2 separate regions of the Mus musculus genome follow, and region 2 is linked to region 1. A link is a contact called in public promoter capture Hi-C data. All regions are on one chromosome and are shown on one strand. Each heading gives the region's core, a stretch centred on a gene start, on an enhancer-like site or on the middle of the called end of the contact. The rest is flanking DNA. Distances are from core to core; before and after follow the strand shown. Region 1 holds the start of Alox12 (arachidonate 12-lipoxygenase). Region 2 holds the start of Alox15 (arachidonate 15-lipoxygenase).

What was found. Promoter capture Hi-C pulls out the DNA fragments that hold promoters and counts their contacts.
Region 2: a contact with region 1 is called in a promoter capture Hi-C map of the HPC-7 cell line. The contact joins the promoter of Alox15 here to the promoter of Alox12 in region 1. A contact is called at or near these places in 8 of 39 promoter capture datasets (the C10 cell line, the HPC-7 cell line, cranial neural crest and 4 more), 2 of 15 datasets of contacts at CTCF or cohesin (the NIH/3T3 cell line and large pre-B cells), 13 of 484 Hi-C or Micro-C datasets (B cells, the C2C12 cell line, the G1E-ER4 cell line and 8 more), 19 of 115 datasets of contacts at active chromatin or transcription factors (the HPC-7 cell line, the NIH/3T3 cell line, Th17 cells and 12 more) and 5 of 9 other capture datasets (adipose tissue, embryonic stem cells, liver and 2 more).

Annotation. Positions count from the first base shown.
Region 1 is chr11:70,253,213-70,256,966 of GRCm38.p6, forward strand. It overlaps Alox12 (arachidonate 12-lipoxygenase), which reads right to left and starts at 2,158. Exons shown (of 14, transcript NM_007440.5): 1 at 1,926-2,158; 2 at 1,197-1,398; 3 at 35-116. The coding sequence starts at 2,060. All of the region lies in intron 2 of Gm40191 (a long non-coding RNA gene), which reads left to right.
Region 2 is chr11:70,350,299-70,354,052 of GRCm38.p6, forward strand. It overlaps Alox15 (arachidonate 15-lipoxygenase), which reads right to left and starts at 1,733. Exons shown (of 14, transcript NM_009660.3): 1 at 1,573-1,733; 2 at 416-620; 3 at 27-108. The coding sequence starts at 1,707.

The DNA.
Region 1 (3,754 bases), core at 908-3,407:
GGGCAGTTGGGAGGCCTCTAGGGAAAATGGTTACCAGTAGGTCTGTTGTCTTTCCTTCAGTTCCTTTTCTCGATACTTCTGGAAGACATCTAAGGCATTGTCTCCTGCCAGGCGGGCTGGGGAAAGTTACAATTAGCTACATGTTGTCTGGTTCTGAGCACTCTTCTGCTTGTCACCTACTCTCTCTTTGTAGCCAGAGTCTATGTTTTCTGCTGGGCTCCTTTGTCTTTATCTCCGGAGTTGCCTTGACTGATCCCTGAACACATTCATCGGGTTCTTGCTGGTTTGAGCTCACATTTCACTTCCTTCAGCCCACAATTTTCTCTTCCAGACCAGAATCCCATATCCTCCATGCTTTCCTGTTTCTTAAGCTCACAATCTCCTAATCTATTTCATCAATATCTAAAGTGGGGGTGGGGTGAGGGGAGAATCACGCTAATTAAGGTGATGAAATGTGGTGTCACCAACACCACACCTATAGCTACTTGTTGCTTTGGCTAATCTCACACCTTAAATTTCATCTGTTCACGTTCAGCGGTACTTTCATTTCCTGGCTTCGCCTCTGGAGCTGATCACTCTACAGCTACTGACTTGTCCTGGGTGCCGCCTCAGTGAAATCCACCTGTCTCCAAGTGTTCCCGCCCTTACCACCCTGGCTTTCACTTGCCTCTGCACTTCTCTTTCTCTGGTTTCCCATGGTAAAAATGTGAAGTTTTACGGGCTCTTTCGCATGCCTCCTCCTGCCAGGTGGTCCCCACCATCCAATCAAATCAGCCGACCAGCGGCCCTTCCTCGCGGCCCCGTTGCTCATTGGCCACCAGCTCTTGTTCTCTGAGCCCCTCACCTGTCCCTCTCCCCACGGGTTCCGAATCACAGTACTACTGTTTTCTTTACTTCTCCATTTGTGTCCCCGGCTCCATGACCTTCTTTCTATCTAGGAAAACAGAGTCTCCAGATCTCTTACTTCCCTCTTTAATTCATTTGCAACATCACTTATCCTGGGAAACACTTGGGGAATTCATAACTTCTCATTTCCTCACTTGCGCCCTAGAAACTCACTGTTCCGTTTCTGCCCACCCTTTCTCCAAGTTCTTTCCCTCTCCTCCTCTTTAGCCCTATTCCTCCACACCCTCGCCGCCAGCACTGCCCTTTCCCTCTTCGTCCACTCCCCCAGGGTAGGATGCTGCCCCGCTCACCTGTCCCCTCCGGGAGGCTCAGGATTCCCTCTCCCTGCACCCAGCGGTAGCAGGGAAACACGGCCTCTGCACTTGTCCCCGGCCCCTGAACTGTGATGAGGTTGCAGAACCAGGCGTCATCCACAACTGTGTGCTGTTTGTGCAGTTTCACAAACTGCAGTGGCCCCAAGTCCTCGGGAACGTCGAAGTCAAACTCCTCCTCCTGCGGGGACCACACTTAATAGAAGGGATTGGGAGAAGCCTTTCGGTGGCCGAGCCTCCCCTTTGTGGAGCCTCAGCTTACCGCAGCCGTCAAAGAACACACCTCGCCCCTGCTCTCCTTCCCTCTTCCACCCCTAACCTGTCTGGCGGGTCTAAGATGTCCCATTTCTGAGGGAAGACCAGCGTCTACAGCGCGCTGACCAGAGATTTGAGCAGATGATGACGATCATCGCCTGTCTCATCCCGTTCACTGAGCTCCCACCACACCGGAACTTGGAGGAGCTTCGACTGACCTCAAGTCCTGTATTTAAATCGGCTCTGGGGCTAAGAATGCAGGACTCAGAGGGCTGCCTGGGCTGGGGTGTGGGAAAGGAGACCACCCGGGGCCCGTAGTTGACATCACTCCCGGTGTCCCACCTCTACAAATCTCCATCGCGGTCTTACTGTCACAGACCCTAGTCTCCTGTCCCTTGCCATCCTCCTACTCTCTGCTTGGACAGTAGAGGGCCCCAGTTCTTGCTCACTGACCTTGCCCCGCGCTGGCCGCAGTTGCAGCTCCAGTTTCGCCTCCCGGTGCTCCCCAACCAGCCACAAACGCACTAGGTTGAGGGATCCGGAGAAGAGCCAGGCCCCAGTGACCACACGGACGCGGTAGCGGCCCATGGCTCCCTCTGGCCTCTCAGGAGGCGATCCAAGTTAAGTTCAATTCGAAGACCGCCCAGGGCCACCGTCGCCTCGGGGCCAGGTCCAAAACTTTAAAAAGATGGATCTGTGTCCCCGCCCTCACAACTCCTAGGCACTCCCAAGTCCCCGCCCCAGACTAGTCTGAACCTGCTAGCCCAGCCCAAGAACAGGCTTTGGGAAAGGGGTGTGCGTTTGGATCAGCTACAGTGGGAGCTAAGGAGGCCCTTCCCAAGGTCTCTGGGCTTTTAGGAGAACTTGCAAAGGGGTTGAAACCATTTTTCAAACGGAGGGAAAAGAAGTGTCTTTTCTGGGCTGAGAGGAATGCCTATAGCAGGTGAGCCTGGGAGGGCCTGGGGGATGCCCAGCTGCTAAAACCATCTGTGGTCCCCAAACACCCCCAGTCCCTGCTCTGTACTGCTTTTGAAGTCACCCCTTCAGTAAACCCCCAGGGATTCCCAGGCTGCCTTGAGCCTGAAAAGACAGCGTTTCCAGACTTAGAACCCCACCCCTGCCTTCTCCCCCACCCTCATGGTCTCCCACTCACCTGAACATAAGACTTTACGATTTCTTTTCCTTCCTTCCTTCCTTCCTTCCTTCCTTCCTTCCTTCCTTCCTTCTTTTCTCTCTTTCTCTCTTTAAAAAAAAAAGATTTACTTATTTTATGTATGTAAATACACTGTCACTGTCTTAGACACACCAGTAGAGGGCATCAGATCCCATTACAGATGGTTGTGAGCCACCATGTGGTTGCTGGGAACTGAACTCAGGACCTCTGGAAGAACAGTAAGCCCTTTTAACCGCTGAGCCATCTCTCCAGCTCCGACTTTAAGATTTCAAATACACAAAAGTGTCATGGGCCACGCATCTTGAGGGAGGCCAAGGACAGTGAATGATTTTGTCCAACCTCCTCCAGATCTCGGATGCAGAGTACCAGTCTGGGTAGGAGGGTGCAGTATAGAATCAGTTACAGTCCAGTGGGTGGGTTTCACGAGTTTATTTCTTCCAGGTAAGGAGAGTGAGCCTTTCTTTAGTGGAGCCCAGGTTGGATTTTCTTCCCAAGTTATCTCCTGGCCTTGGGTCTCAGAAAAGTAAAGTCATGAGCAGCGGTGAGAATGACACTTGGTTAGGGACCTTGTGAATAGTGGGAAACTTGTTCAGGACTCAGATTTTGTCACATGTACATGTCCCTAACTAGGTTCCTGTAAACTAAGATGTTCTAGTTTGGTGGCTAGGCCAGGGCCAGGAGGATCTGTTTTCTGGACCTAGGATGCTGCTGCTTGCAGGAAGGAAAAGTCTGAGACTTTCCAGGTCACACCTTCAGGCCTCCAAACCCTGGGCATGTCAGGTCCTTCGTGGGTTACTATTGCACACTCTCCAGGCCCATTCCTGCCTAGAAGTTCTGTGCTCTGGATTGGGTGTCTGTCAAGTGACAGCTCCCCCTCCTTTCAATGTTCCGGCGTCACTCTTTTCTCTACATCCCCTTGGTTCTCCACAGCAGGCCGTGGCCCTCTCCTCGTGCATTTTCGTGGGCCGTGTTTTGCCTTCTCAAGAGTTTGGTTTGTATCAACTAGATGATTCCTTAAGGTTACGTGTGTGTGTGTGTGTGTGTGTGTGTGTGTGTGACAGAGAGAGAGAGAGAGAGAGAGAGAGAGAGAGAATGAGAACACTAAGAA
Region 2 (3,754 bases), core at 483-2,982, 97 kb after region 1:
CCATGGGTCCCCTGGGTCAGCCTCACCTGTACAGACTCCTCCTTTCTTCCAGTTCCTCCTCCCTGTGGTTCCTGAACAGGCCTTGAGAGTCTTCAACCACGGTGCAGCCTAGAAGCCGAGGAGGGAGACACTCTGGATGTCTTCTGTGAGCTTCTCTACCCCCTTCCAGCTGGCTGTACCTCTTCAGGCAGCCCTGGCTGTCCTCTGTGCATGCATCTTCATGTCCCTCCCTGAAGCCTCCGTGACATCTGGGCCAGCTTCAGCTACTCTTTCTTTGACAACTCATTTAAAACACCAAACAAACAGCCCAGCTTCCAGGCTCCAGCTCCCACACGCTGCCTCCCCTTCCTCACACAACTGAGGCTCCGTTCCCCCTATGCCTCTTCACACACACACACCCCACCCCTCTGCTCACCAGTGCCCTCAGGGAGGTTCAGGATGCTGGTGCCCTGAACCCATCGGTAACAGGGGAACGTGTACTCCGATCCCTGGTCTCCGGGGCCCTTCACAGAAATCCAGTTGCAGAACCAGGCGTCCTCTTTGAGATAATGCCATTTCTGCACTCTCACAAACAGCAGTGGCCCAAGGTATTCTGACACATCCACCTTGAATTCTGCCTCCTGCAGATAAGCACAGGGGCGCAGAATGGGGTGCTCAGGCTGAGTTCTGCTTCCACTGGGCCACAGGAAAAGTGATGAAAAGAGGCTCCATGACACCACTCAGGGTTGTCACCTCAACCAAGAGTGAGAGGGTTAAGGATGGACGATGGACGATGGGAAAGTACACTCCTTCCTCCCCGGGGGGTGGGGGGAGGACTAGAGGAAGGGGAATTCTGGAAACTCTGCCAGAGGCCCAGTGAGGAACGGGTCAAATGGGAGACCCCACTAAGGCAGAGAACCCATGGGAATTCCATTTGGCCTGAGCCAGGGTTTCTACAGGATGGTCTCCAGGGAGAAACCTGGATTTGGAGAGGCGGGGTTGGTGAGAGAGAATGAAATCAGAGAAGACACGAGGCAGAGTCCATGGAGAGCGTAGAGGCTGAAAGGACCAGCGCCTTCATGAAGCTAGGGCCCCCAGCGCCTTCATGAAGCTAGGGCCCAGAGAGCCGTGGGGACTGGGAGCCAAACAGGACCAGGTCCCGAGGGACCGAGAGTAAGCCAGAGGCTTGGCAGTTCGTAGGGAAGAAGCTGGAGACACTGGGAGGCTTTATCAGGCAGACTGTTCTACAGTAGGAACGAGAGAAGATGGTAAATCTTAAGCTTTAAAAAATTAGAGACATTCGGGCAGCTGACACTGCTGATACTGGCACTACTACTGTACCGCAGAGTTCTGTGAAGTGAGGGACGCACAGAAATATCCCACTCAATGAGGCCAGGAGGCAGCAACTGTTACTGAGCGCTCACCGAATGCCTCTGTGCACCCTTTCCGCTTTCCGAGGCTGTGAGCTCCTTCCTCAGAGTTCAGGGGCCACGCATCAGGGTTCCTAGGGATTTCTTTGACTTTGCCCCCGCCCCCGCCCCCAGCCCCTCACCCTGCCGCCTCCCGGGACAGCCAGAGCTCTGCGCAGCTCACCGAGTTCCGACAGGGTCGGAACAGCTTCCCGAGAGATGCCTCCCCATGCTGTCCGATCAACCACAGGTAGACCTCGTTGTTGGAGCCCGCGTACACGGAGTCCCCGGTGGAGACGCGGATGCGGTAGACACCCATCTTGCAGATGAAGTTTTCTCCCTTCTGAGAATCAAGAGGGGTAGACGGGCTAAATAAGAAAGCCGAGGCCCCGCCCCTTCAGAAGTCTAGTTTAGGGTTGAGCTGTAGGTGGCAATTAACCCCGCCTCTGTCACTTACTGGGGCCCCCAGCACTTGCTGGGGGCCTCGTTCCAGCCCAAAAAAGGCGGGGCTCTGGGCAAAGCTGAACTCTCAAAAATCATCTTGGTGAGAGGAGAACAGGAGGGAGAAGTAGATGGGGATTTGAAAAGAAAACATGCAAGAAAGAATCAACATCTGGTCCAGTCCCTTCTGCCCCCGTCACACCTTCCTCCACGCGCGCTCACTCTCTCTCTCTCTCTCTCTCTCTCTCTCTCTCTCTCTCTCTCTCTCTCTCTCTCTCTCACACACACACACACACACACACACACACACACACACTCTCACACGCACATACATCCACTCTCCAGTGCGCGCATCACAGATGGGTTTTCCCATGCCCAGGGATAATCTTAAGGTTGCAGGTGCTGTGCAGCATTTAAAGGCGGCACATTTTAGCCACCCGATTAATTCTACCAGCTCTGTACACTTTGCCCATCCTGAGGCAGGCTCTGGGCTCATCCCTGTGAGTTTCAAAGCATCCAGATATCTCCCGATGTCTGCATAATAAAACCCCAAATTACCTGGCCTTCAAAGCCCTCGGAAACCTGATTTTCTCCCTTCCCCACACTGCACTCCTGCTGAAGCCCCTTGCTCCCCAGAGCCACCACCAAAGACTCCATGTTATTTGCTGAAGAATCATGTACTCGGGGTCCACCCTACTCATCCTTCCAAATCCTGAGGAGACTCTAGCTTCTCAGTGAAGTGCCTTCTACACCCCACCCAGAGACAACCAGCTTCTACCGCCTACCCCAGAAGCGCTTCTGCTGATGCCTGGCTAATGCTGGACCCTGATCATCCTTGTGTCAGTATCACCGGCTCACAGGAGCGCCTCCTAGGCCAAGACCGCATCCAGCAGGGCTTATTCGTTTATTGTTAACTGTTGCTACACCTGGAACCCACTGAGCTGAATGCAACTGTACATACATCCTTCCTCTAGGGAGACATGGGACCACAAAGACTCTCAGTCCATGTGACTAATAAGAGTAATAAAATGACCTTTGGTGCCATTCTGGCATGGAGTGTTATAAACTGAATTAAACAAAGACAATGAAAATGTGTCTGGTGAATGGCAATCTCCACTATGAGTCAGTTCTGTGCACATCCCCAAGCTAACACACCCCTTCCATTGAAATAAGAATCACATATTTGCTAAGCCCTGACCCGACCGCCGGTGGAACTGAGGTCAGCATTACTCTCAGGCACGTATGGTACTTACTGGAACGTTCGCTAACCTGAATTGTTCTGTTTCTGTAAATGCAAGGCTCTCTGCTCCCGAATCAAACAGAAATGCCATGGTGACACAAATGTGCCCTATTCTTCTTAAACGTTCCTATCCTGTCCTGCTTGCTAATGGGCATCACAACTATTTCAACAGGAGGTACCAAGCTTGTGATTTTTACCTTCACCCCAGCTCACTTGGCGCAGGGCGTCTTCTAGATTGGTAGTCACAACAGTGTGTATCCCTGGATAGATCTCTCTGTGTGGCTCAATTAAAAAAATCATATTCATAAAAGGCTCATCCTGGACTCCTCTTGGGTAAGAACAGCCCTTGCTGTAACACCATGTCTGTCTCTGTCACACACAGGGTGACATAATCCATACACCCCCTGCTCTGCACCCCCCACATTTAACATAGATCAGGAAATCGGTCCACAGTAACGAACATGGATCTCCCTTAACTTTGAAGGTTGCTGTTGTTTTGCTGTAACATAGTCTACCAGCTCCTTATAAATAGATATTCAAGTTATCAGCAATCTCCTGTAACAATTTTTGCTTATAGCAATAAATCTACTACTTCTCACAGGTAAAGATGTAAATGGTAAAAAAAAAAAAAAATACTAGAAATGCAATTTATAAGGTAAATGCATGTGTAATTTTGACCAAAAGT